Linked DNA regions of Mus musculus: all the other regions are linked to region 1. The links are chromatin contacts, called in public HiChIP or PLAC-seq and promoter capture Hi-C maps. All regions are on one chromosome and are shown on one strand. Each heading gives the region's core, a stretch centred on a gene start, on an enhancer-like site or on the middle of the called end of the contact. The rest is flanking DNA. Distances are from core to core; before and after follow the strand shown. Region 1 holds the start of Ccdc85a (coiled-coil domain containing 85A). Region 2 has its middle 610 kb from the start of Ccdc85a. Region 3 holds the start of Pnpt1 (polyribonucleotide nucleotidyltransferase 1).

What was found. Promoter capture Hi-C pulls out the DNA fragments that hold promoters and counts their contacts. HiChIP or PLAC-seq counts read pairs in DNA pulled down with a chosen protein or histone mark.
Region 2: a promoter capture Hi-C map of liver shows a contact between it and region 1, with 4 times the contacts expected there. The contact joins the enhancer-like site here to the promoter of Ccdc85a in region 1. A contact is called at or near these places in 8 of 39 promoter capture datasets (cranial neural crest, embryonic stem cells, hippocampal neurons and 3 more), 3 of 115 datasets of contacts at active chromatin or transcription factors (embryonic stem cells, forebrain and stem cell-derived neural progenitor cells) and 1 of 9 other capture datasets (embryonic stem cells).
Region 3: a contact with region 1 is called in an H3K4me3 HiChIP or PLAC-seq map of forebrain, with 11 times the contacts expected there. The contact joins the promoter of Pnpt1 here to the promoter of Ccdc85a in region 1. A contact is called at or near these places in 10 of 39 promoter capture datasets (the 3T3-L1 cell line, the SN4741 cell line, cranial neural crest and 5 more) and 5 of 115 datasets of contacts at active chromatin or transcription factors (embryonic stem cells, forebrain, neural progenitor cells and 1 more).

Annotation. Positions count from the first base shown.
Region 1 is chr11:28,582,549-28,586,281 of GRCm38.p6, reverse strand. It overlaps Ccdc85a (coiled-coil domain containing 85A), which reads left to right and starts at 1,958. Exons shown (of 5, transcript NM_181577.5): 1 at 1,958-3,000. The coding sequence starts at 2,740.
Region 2 is chr11:27,972,741-27,976,473 of GRCm38.p6, reverse strand. No RefSeq gene overlaps it. Among named protein-coding and RNA genes, the nearest start is that of Ccdc85a, 610 kb to the left of the region's middle. Within about 2 kb of position 2,128, at least 2 of the 459 cell types and tissues checked have an H3K27ac peak or open chromatin away from gene starts, as enhancers often do. A contact at or near this core is called in liver, where this site is marked.
Region 3 is chr11:29,128,643-29,132,375 of GRCm38.p6, reverse strand. It overlaps Pnpt1 (polyribonucleotide nucleotidyltransferase 1), which reads right to left and starts at 1,632. Exons shown (of 28, transcript NM_027869.2): 1 at 1,458-1,632. The coding sequence starts at 1,618.

The sequences.
Region 1 (3,733 bases), core at 709-3,208:
AGGAAAGGTCCCTGACAGTTATGTTACCATTGGCCCCCTTTCTTTCCGCCTATTTTCATTTAATGCTTACTCTGAGCTAGGAGTTAAGGGGTGCACAGAGATGAAAACTTATTTTCTTACTTGACCTATTATTGGGTGTCTTACAGTCACTAGATTGTTCTATCCCATGGTTTGGAGTCTGGGAAGACTAAGATTGGGTCCAGTAGTAGACGGTGGAATCTGCTGAAGGTGCAACTTGCTTAGGGGACTATGAAGGATGAATGCATGACAAAAAATGATAAATCTTGAGAAATAAACTGAGCAAAGCAGTAGATTCCTGTCATCTAGGGATAAATACCATGGTGGTTCCAAGATTCAAACAAGAAGCTGCCCTGGGCACTGTAATCATTGGCTGAACTTTGTTTTAAAGTCCCGATGAAGCACCTAAAAGCAAGCCGTCTCCATGGGGCCTGAGTACCAGTGACTCAAGATTCATCAAAAGCAAGAACATGGAACGACATTCACAATTTTCCATCTTGTGTATTCTCTTCCATTTCCAAACTGTTATGCAGCATTCTCTTAAAAACCTGTGCATCGGAGAGACAAGGAAATGTCAAGAAAATTACACCAGACATAGTCAAGACCATTAATACAGGGGAAGGACTGAGTTATCTGAAGTGAAAGGTTGGGAGGGTTGTAAGCTGAAGTAAGCAGTGGAAAGCATTGGAGGACTAGCTGGGTCTTGGTCTCTGGGTGTGTTGAAAGAAACCTTTAACAGACTTCTCCCTTTGCTGAAAATTGAGAGAGGAGCCACTTTCTCCTAGGATTACAGTGCTTCAGCGTACCAAGGAAGACATTTTTGGGTTGCAAATATGACCAAAGGTTAGTGTGTGTGTGTGTGGGGGGGGGGGAGAGTTGGATGCCAGTATGTCAGAGAGAAGGTGAGAGTACATGCATGCTGTGAGAAGAGAGGGCAAAGGCCCAGATACAGAAGGAAGTCTCTATGAGTACAGTTATGTATGTGGTGTGTGTGTGTGTGTGTGTGTGTGTGTGTGTGTGTGTGTGTGTGTGTGTTCATGGTCAGGGGCTAACCGTACTACTTTCCTTCGATCTCCAGAAGGCAAAGGTTTCAGTCCCTAACTCATCATTTTTCACAAGGTGGCAGCTTTAAAGAGGATATGCACTGCCTCATTAGAGGGAACTGATTGAGACCCTCACTGTGACAGAAGCTCAGGCTGGGATAGTGTGATTCTATAATTTTCTGGTCCTGTCAGCTTCCTAGAAATGATACTGTCAGGGCCTTCTGCACCCATCCTTTAGGAAAACAAGTGTATTTTCAGCTGAAAGAGGATTGTGCTGTATTTAACCAGAGACTAGCCAAAACATAGAACCCTCCTTCCAGATCGGACCATCAAAGGCCAGCCCAGTTTGCAGCACAGAGGAGTGAAAAGCTCAGTTGGTATTGGTTGGTATTTCAGTTTACTTTGCCAAGGGCACCGGGTATGCAGACCTGAAAATCCAGGCTCCTGGAGAAGCAGAAGTTATTTTATTTTCTAAAGGCCTTGATATTTCCCAAACGAACTTTAAAAGGGCCAAGTACTTCCACCTGAAGCTTCTTCATAAGGTGGTGAGATTTTAGAGAAAACAAAGGCCTGGGAATGGGGTGGAGGTCCCCAAAGGGCTGAATTTAACAGCTCTTTGCCCTGATTTCCTGAACTTGAGGATTTTGTGACCTCCGGTACAGGCTTTCTTCCCTCTTCTCCAGTTCTCCGAAGTGCATCTAGCTAGTTAGTCATATGTCTTGCTCTCGAAATTTCTGCATCCAATTCTTCCAAGAACTGAATGTCGCTCATTTTGGTCAGCAGGCTGCCTCTCCTGAACTAGTCTGACTTGCAGAGATGGAGGGGAGGGGACAGCCTATAGTCACTTGGTGGCGCGCGCGAGCCTCTCAACGCCCTGGCGGCACCTGCTCTTGACTCCAGCCCCACCCGCATCCCTGTGCTCTGGGAACCGCGCTCCCAATCGTCCCTAGCAGCAGAGCACCAGGAGCTCAGGGTCCGGTTGGGCAGCTGAGTGCCATTCGGGTTTGGCCTTTGCAGAAGGTGTTGCGGAATGCGGGCGCCCCGGGAGCCAGCTTCCTCCCTGCTGCTGCTCCCCAATCCCCGCCCATCCTTTTCTGGGCTCTGAAAACCCAAGGCTTCCCAGAACAGTTTAGGATCAGCCATAGGACTACAGCTAGCCAGCTGCGCGGAGCTTTCTGGGAAGGACAGCAGCTCGCCCTAGGGTAGCAGCGGAGCCTCGGGGTTTAGCAAGCGAGAGGGAAGGGCGTGTGCATCGTGTGCCTGTGTGTGTGTGTGTGTGTGTGTGTGTGTGTGTGTGTGTGTGTGTCAGACCGTGAGGGATGGCTGTCTGGATCTGAGCGAAGGAGAGGGCAGGGGATTGAGACAGATCTCTCTTGGTGTCCCCGCCCGCTCCTGCTCCCCGGCGCCCTTCACCATGGAATTGCGCCGAGTTGGGACGGACCTATGCAGCCACCAGGAACTGGCTGTCGGGCCCCGAGATTCGGCAGGTACTCGCGCTTGGATGGCGAGGTAGGATGGCCACGCAGCGCGATTCCTGCCGTCCCCACGCAGCGGTCCCCCGGAGGTACCTCTGACTCTGGAAGCGTACAGGGGTGTGGGAGGAGGCCACCCAGCCGCGCCTGCACCTTCGCCAGTCGTTTCGCCTCTACCCACTCGCACCTGCCGCTGCGCGGATACCATGTCTAAGGCGGCTGGAGGCTCAGCGCCAGCGGCGGAAAGTTGTCCCTCGGCTCCGGCCGGTGCGTCGACACCCACGGGCGTGGATGATCTATCTAAAGTGACGGACGAAGAGCTGCTGCAGTGGAGCAAGGAGGAGCTGATCCGCAGCCTGCGGCGAGCCGAAGCCGAGAAGGTGAGCGCGATGCTGGACCACAGCAACCTCATTCGCGAGGTCAACCGCCGCCTGCAGCTGCATCTCGGCGAGATCCGAGGGCTCAAGGTGAGTATTGGGCCTGGCAAGAAGGCTGGGCTGGGCGTGGCAGGGATCTGGGAATCGCGGTGGGAGGAGGGTGGGAGAGCCAAACTTTCGTACCTCCATCAACAGGTGAGCTTCTCCCTTCTCCCAGGAGCACCCCTTGTCCCCATCTCCAGACCTTAAAGTTTTCCAAACTTTGGAGGCCCTTTCTTTTCTTCTTACGGGGACTTGGCATCTGGCTTTCTTTGATGCTTCTGAGACTAAGGGATTAGGAACCAAGGATGTCAGAAGTCAGAGAAGGGCACGGTGAGCACAGGGGATATTTAAAGTCCCAAGGAACAAAGACGCTTCAGGAATTAGGTTACAGTACACCAAGGGAGAAGACTAGAGAGCTTGCCAGCCCAGTGCCTCTTCACCTTTAGGGGTCGGGTGTAGCTGCTCCTGCACCACCACTAGCTTTCTGGTGAGCAGAGGGCAAAGAAAGGACACAACTGCTAAGAACAGGAGAGAAGCCTCGGGTACCACCCGAGGAGCCAGTGTGAGTATGACTCGGTACTGGGTGCAGGTAAGCAAGATTTCTGCCTTCAAATCTTCTACTAGCTCTCCTGATTTTCTTCCCTTACTAGCATTGTCATCACCTCAAACTGCTTTACTTACCTGTTCTTTCTTCACTCTGGATTTTACATTAATTTTATTAAGCATGAGGTGGGGGCAAGTGTAGAAGGCGCTGGGTAAGTGTTCTTAGTGATGCTTTGTC
Region 2 (3,733 bases), core at 879-3,378, 610 kb after region 1:
ATTGTAAAGTCTTTGCTTCTAGTGAGCTTGTGATCACCAGAAAGTTTTGCCTCTAAAAATGCCTAATAGCCTTACATTATGTAATTTTTTTTGTCTGTGCTTCAATATAAGGAGTTTGGACTTTGAATCTTTCAATGTATATTGTTTCTTATATGGAAAGTATTTTATTAGCTAATGCCTTTGACGGGAAGTTTACTACAAATCTTTGCTCTTACACAATGAGCTTTAAAATTTTGGAGAGTAGTTGTTGCTCCAGAAAAGATTCAGAGGCAATATCTTTTTAACATTTAAGTTCTCATTTATATCCTAGAAAAATTATAGTAGAAAAATTCAAGAAAGAAAAGATGATTTGCTTACTTCAAATTATTTTCAAAAGCTTCCAGAAGATGTTAATTGACTAAGACCTCACCTTTAGCTCATGACAGGAGGACTTAAGTCTTTGTTGGATTTTATCAAGGGAGATGCAAATTAACTGGTGAAAAACAAAAAGCTTTGCACAAAGTAGAGGAAGCTTTTTAAATCTGTTGTTATCAATTATAATCAATAGTAATCAAATATTAGCTGCATATTTATTGTTGCTCAATGTGCCCACAGCAATTCTTTGGCGAAAGAGAGCATTAATGTGAAATCATCTTTCTTCATTTCCAAAGTTTTAATATCCTGTTATGAAGATGTTGTGGTGTTAATAAAGAATTATAAGATAAAATCAAGAAGGTATTTTAGGAAAAAAAAAAAGTCTTAAAAACCTGATGAGACATCTGTTCATTGTTCAAACAATTATATTGGTTATTGCAGAATATTGATATTTGGCAAACATTTTAAGTAAAATTGATGATCATTATCCAAAATTGCTTTTATGCATGCTTTTTTATTTTCTGTAAATTTATGCATGCATCCCATAAAAATATATGTACTGTATTTATAAACAGCCCTTCTACGGGAGAAAAGTATATGTAATTGGATCACATGTTTACTCTTTTGAGTTTTCTCTTGCTTCAGCACAGATAATTAAGTTACATGCTGTAGCCAATGTTTGGAAGCTGCTTGAGTACCCTTCAATGGCATGGGAGTAGTCACAGTCAAATTCTGCTCCCAAATTAGTTTATCTGTGTCTTTAACCAACAGTGCTGTGGCTGCAATAATACATGGGCAAGGTCAACATTTTGCTACCACTAGTTTCAGTTTCTTTGATAAGCAAGCCTCCAGCCATTTCCATGGCTCTAGAGTTTGCATCAAGATCCCTTTAGCCACCCCACCATGCTCATCAATATACCAGGCTCTATTGGCAGGTCTCAAAGTAGCTGCTGGATGGTTCACTAACTTGACAAATTTATAATGTTAGTCAGGGAACTGAAGAAAGCCCAGCAGCATTTCTCAAACGGGTCATGGAGGATTCTTTCCAACACTATATACACATAAACACTGATAAGCAGAGAATTCTAGCACAGTAGCCCTGCCTTTTATCAATCTGACAGCATCAGGTGTTAAGAAGTTACAGAGCCAAGAAAGATTAGGAGAAAAGTCATTGAGGGATCTACTAGAAGTTACAGAGAAGGTGAACAATAATAGAGAAAGTGCAGAAGAAAAGCAGATTCAGACAGGAAATACAGATTTGAATAGAGACTTGGCCAGAGTCCTTTTAGCCAATGCCCTAGATTCAGGGTAAAGGAAAAGCCAGTTCCAATGGACTGCTGAAGGAGAGGAGGCTAAAGGAGGCCACGAACAGCCATTTATTAAAAATCAATGAGTTTAGTTTAAGGAAGAAGGTCATTGGGCTAGAAAGTGCCCAGAAAGGAAGTTGCTGGCTAAATTCATGTTTGTGAGAAAAAAATGTTGAGGGAGTCAGGGTTTGGACTCACTCCATAAACCCAGGGTAAACCTTAGAGAGGAGGGGGAAAACCCTGAACTTCCTAGTGGATACTAGAACCCAACATTTGGCGCTCCTGAAGGCCAAAAGGCCAATGTCTTCCAAAAAATCCTGGGTCCAAGAGGCCTCAGATACTAAATGATACTCATGAATTACCTGAAGATCAGTGGACTTTGGAATGGGACAAGTAAATGATTCATTTGTGGTTATCTGTGAATGCCCTTACCCCTGGCTAGTAAGAGATTTATTAGCAAAGATGAAATCTCAAATTTGTTTTAAATCTGAAGGGGTCAAATTACTGTATCAGGAAGGCATGGACTCACTCCATAAACCCAGGGTAAACCTTAGAGAGGAGGGGGAAAACCCTGAACTTCCTAGTGGATACTAGAACCCAACATTTGGCGCTCCTGAAGGCCAAAAGGCCAATGTCTTCCAAAAAATCCTGGGTCCAAGAGGCCTCAGATACTAAATGATACTCATGAATTACCTGAAGATCAGTGGACTTTGGAATGGGACAAGTAAATGATTCATTTGTGGTTATCTGTGAATGCCCTTACCCCTGGCTAGTAAGAGATTTATTAGCAAAGATGAAATCTCAAATTTGTTTTAAATCTGAAGGGGTCAAATTACTGTATCAGGAAGGCAACTCAATATAGGTTTTGATCCTTAATCTGGCCTCTGATACTGAGAACAGACAGCATGAAAACATGAAGGCTTTTTGAAAAGGTATAACTGGCCCTGTTGTCTGCCCTTTCTTCAGAACTGCCAGATATCAGTGAGGCCATTCCATCTGTATGTTGATGAACATGGTGGGGTGGCTAAAGGGATCTTGATGTAAACTCTAGAGCCATGGAAATGGCTGGAGGCTTACTTATCAAAAAACTAGATCCAATGGTAGCAAAACGGCGACTTTGCCGATGTATTATTGCAGCCACAGCACTGTTGGTTAAAGACACGGATAAACTAATTTTGAGAGGCAGAATCTGACTGCGACTACTCCTTATGCCATTGAAGGGGTACTCAAACAGCTTCCTTATCGATATATCAGTAATGCCCATATGACTCAATATCAGACTTTATTAATCAACCTTGACCAAGTTACTTTTCAGCCACCTCTTTTCCTTCCACCTGATCCTGATTTGGACTGTCCACTCCATCAATGTGACAAGATTCTGGATCAGGTACATAGTACTCGACTTGACTTGAAGGTCTTTTCTCTGATAGAGGTGGAACAGTCTTGGTTTACAGACAGAAGCTACTTCCTCCATGAGGCTTAGAAGAGAGCAAGGGTAGTGGTGACTACAGAGACAGAAGAAATCTGGACTCAGTCTCTTCTTCCAGGCACTTCAGCTCAAAGGGTCAAACTGATAGCATTAATACAAGCCTTAATCATGTAAAAAGGACGGGCTGTTTACATCTACACAGAAAGCCAGTATGCACTTGCAACTGCTCAGGTACATTGAATCATCTACTAGGAACAAGGGCTCCTAAGAGCAGAAGGAAAACCTATCAAGAATAAAGATGAAATTATACAACTTCTTAGAACTCTCTGTCTGCCCAAAAGATTGTAAGTCATTTATTTCCAAGGGCACCAGAAAAGAACAGCGCTAATGGCTAGAGGTAACAACCTAGCTGACAAGACTGCTAAAGAGATAGCCTTACAAGAAACAGCCACCTCTGTATTAGCCACTTTTCCTCAGGAAATACCCAATCCCAACTTCCCAGTCTCAGGATTTTTAATCACCCAAGGTAAATCAAATGTCTGGTGTGGGTTAGGGGCTGCAATACATACAGTACATATAACTAGCAAGGATAGCAAACTCAGAACTAGGACCAAGTCAACTTTAACTTGAGAAGATTGGTGCC
Region 3 (3,733 bases), core at 383-2,882, 550 kb before region 1:
TTCTGATAAATAACATTTTGAATGCTTAAAAACTTAACAAAGATGTTGAGATGGTCACATACTTCATATAAAAATAAAAACTCAAAATAGACTCATATGTCCATCCATCTTGACCCAGTTCTGACCCTCAATCTTTAGCTGAGCTCTACCCTCTGGCTTGGCCCTATGGGCCTCCAGCTGCTCTCCAAATGGGACTACCAGCTGTAGTCTCTCAGTATGTGTCTTAGCTCTTTGCCTCTAGTCTAATAAGTCTTTCAAATCTTTGAACTATGCAGCATCTTTAATATGCACAGAAATATATAGAAATACACAAATATTATTAGTGTACAAAGTATAATGTGCAATCAGAGAGTTGGTATTAGTTAGCAATTGATGGTGGAATAAAAGCATGTTTGTCAACAACCAGATTATATCAAAGGAAATTTGAACGACCTGACAAATTGCGATATCAGAACTGAAACAGTATGTTATTCAATGAATTCTAATAATGCAGAAAGTCAGAAAGATTTTGGGGGGTAGGGAGTACATGTAATTTTGATTGTTCCAAGAAAGCTATTAAGTTTATGGTGTTTACATGTAATTTTGATTGTTCCAAGAAAGCTATTAAGTTTATGGTGTTTTGTTGTTGTTGTTTACTTTGTCTCATAACAATTTACTTTTCAATATTATATTGTATAAAATACCTCCAAATACATAGTGGACCCATAGCATAGCTAGCCTCTGGGGTTTGGAAGTAGGCATTTGGGAATAAATGGAAGAGTTCTGAAGTTTCTATATGCCAAACCATGTGAGTGAATGCCTACCTAAATACTCTATGAACATAAACAAGAAGATTGATAGAATGAACAAGCAGAACACAGTGATGGGAAGAGTAATCGGATGCCAAGGGAGGACACGGGGCAGCGGCCTGCCACAAAAAGTAGAGCTTTAGGGAAAAGCTTTAAAAAAACCTATTATTTAAAATATCCACATATACACCCCCGCCGTGTGTCTTGTTAACTGAGAAATTTGCCTTTTTGACCTTTTGTTGGATGGTAACTGTACTTTCACTACAGGTTTAACAGGACTATGTGCATCTTATAACTGGCATTCATCTCCGGCTCACACCGGCCATCAGTGGACCTGGGGCACGGAACGATAACGCATTACCTAGGGTTTCCTACTTCAGAGCTCGAGGTCTCGGAAAATAGAGAAAGGATGTCTGGGGCACAGGCAATAGGACTCAGGAAGTTCACCGCAGGGCTAGGAGGAAGATGAAGAGGCAAAAGGCAGCGGCCAGCTTGGGAAAGGGAGACAGACTTTAAATCCGGAAAAAGGAAATCTCGACCTTAGGTTTGGAGTAGAGAACTTAAGAGACTTAGGCTGCTTGATTCCTACCCTGGGGGGGATTTGACTTCTGGGGCTGAATGGACAAGACAGACGCCGCGTGAAAACCGCGAACTCACACCGTTTCTCACCTGTGTCCCAGGTCTACAGTCACCGCTCTGGATCCGGTGCTGCTCCACAACGCTCGCATCTGCAAATAGCTGAGTGCCCGATTCCGCCCGGGCCGGCCGAGGGGGCCGCAGCCCAGCGGTCGGAGGCACGGGCACAAGCAGCACAGCCTGCAGGCCGCCATGACACCCAGAGCGTGGAAGGCCTGGGCAGCGCCTCATTGGCCAGCACTCCTGTGGGCGGAGTCGGACGCAGTTTCGTTTCCGTGGAGCCTGCAAACTGCCGGGAAAGCAATCCTTGCAGGCTTTCTGTAATTGCCAGAGTCAAACCACCAGAATGCGTTTCTTTCAGTCAGCTTTTATTCCCCCACCCTTATCGGTGAAAAATAAGTACTACCTTAAAAAAAATGTATAGATTTAAAGAAAGCCCTTTAATACTTCCCGCGCCGTGTGTGTGTGTGTGTGTGTGTGTGTGTGTGTGTGTGTGTGTGCGCGCGCGCGCTAGTGTTATCACGGTTTGAAAGAAAGTCTTAGAACAATGTGTTTAATAAATGTAACAGTAAATAAATACTGAACAACTCACGATTATTTGGTTCTTACCTAAAGATCTAGGTTTGTGTCTATGGAAGGCCACCTGTAATTCCAACGTTCAGAGGCTGAGAATGAATCCATGAATCATCCTGGCTTGTTAGACTTGCCTGAGGGCTCCAGGTTCAGCAAGGGACCCTACCTCAAAAAATAAGTAGAGCGCTATCAAGCAAGACACCGTACTTTAACCTCTGGCTTCCACACATTCTTAACGTACACACACACACACACACACACACACACATATATATATATATATATATATATATACACACACGCGCACGCGCACACAGGCACACACGCCCAGTCACCTGCACACACTGGTGTATCCACACACATGCAAACTCGCACACACTTAGACACAAACATAACAAAGCAAAGCAAAACAAAACAAAACAAAAAACAAGAAAAAACTTTTTTTTTTGAGAACCCCTTGAATAATTTACCATTCATTCAGTTGTAAGTTTTGGAGAGGTATATTAAAATGGGAAGGAGTCTATGTTTCCTAATGTCACTCTAAAATAATTAGAATAGTAGTAATTTTGAGTCATAAATCAAAAGGAAATAAAAGCATTGATGTTATTCGACGCGTTCTCACGACCGGCCAGGAAGAACACCACAGACCAGAATCTTCTGCGGCAAAGCTTTATTCTTACATCTTCAGGAAAAGAGAGCAAGAAGCAAGAGAGAGAGAAAACGAAAACCCCGTCCCTCTTAAGGAGCATTCTCCTTCGCCTCGGACGTGTCACTCCTTGATTGGCTGCAGCCCATCGGCCGAGTTGACGTCACGGGGAAGGCAGAGCACAAGTAGTCATAAGATACCCTTGGCACATGCGCAGATTATTTGTTTACCACTTAGAACACAGGATGTCAGCGCCATCTTGTAACGGCGAATGTGGGGGCGGCTCCCAACATCTCCCCCTTTTTCTTTTAATAAGAGCAAATAGGCCACCCATATTAATGAGAGTGGAGATAGAGGTCAAATCCCCAGTGTGTAGGTAAAGGAGCCATGTACAGGATTAGCTCTTAGGCTTACAGGCTTTTACCCAGAGCAACCCTGACCTGCTCCCGTGTCGTTTTGCCTGGGGGAAGGGAACTAGGACACTGAACCTTCATGAAAGATGACATGTCTCCCTAGAATAGGCTCATATATGCCGCAGAGCCTTTCCATTGCAGTGCTTAGCCTTGCAACTCTCTCGGGCTGCTGAAGCACACTCACTCTATCCCGTGCAATGAGTCTAGCCTCATGGGATATAAGAGCTGAGTGGCCAGCGACCTATTGCCTAAGCATAGATAACCATATATCAGGGGGAGCTCCATGTTCTAGTCCTGCAAGCGCCTGGGCAATAACCACCTTGTCTCTCCTAGTTTAGGCCTTAAGCTTACAGACCAATCAAAGAAGCAACACTAATCCACAGCAAAGTGTATCTCCAAATAATATTAATCCCACCCATTTTTTAAAGAAAGAAAATGCTGAGGAGATCCAATTGGGTAATCCTTTGGTCAGGGACAGGTCCAAGCGCGTGGAGTTGACCTGAATGATGGCAAGCCTCGAAGGGTCTGTTCAAATTCAGCCATCCAATTCTGTAACATATACTGAAAAAGACTTTTTGACAAATTAGCTGCCCTAGTAAATTTAACATACTGAATGGAAATAACACACAATCCCGGAAACTTTTGTTCACATCCCTGCTGAGTTATTTGTCATAATA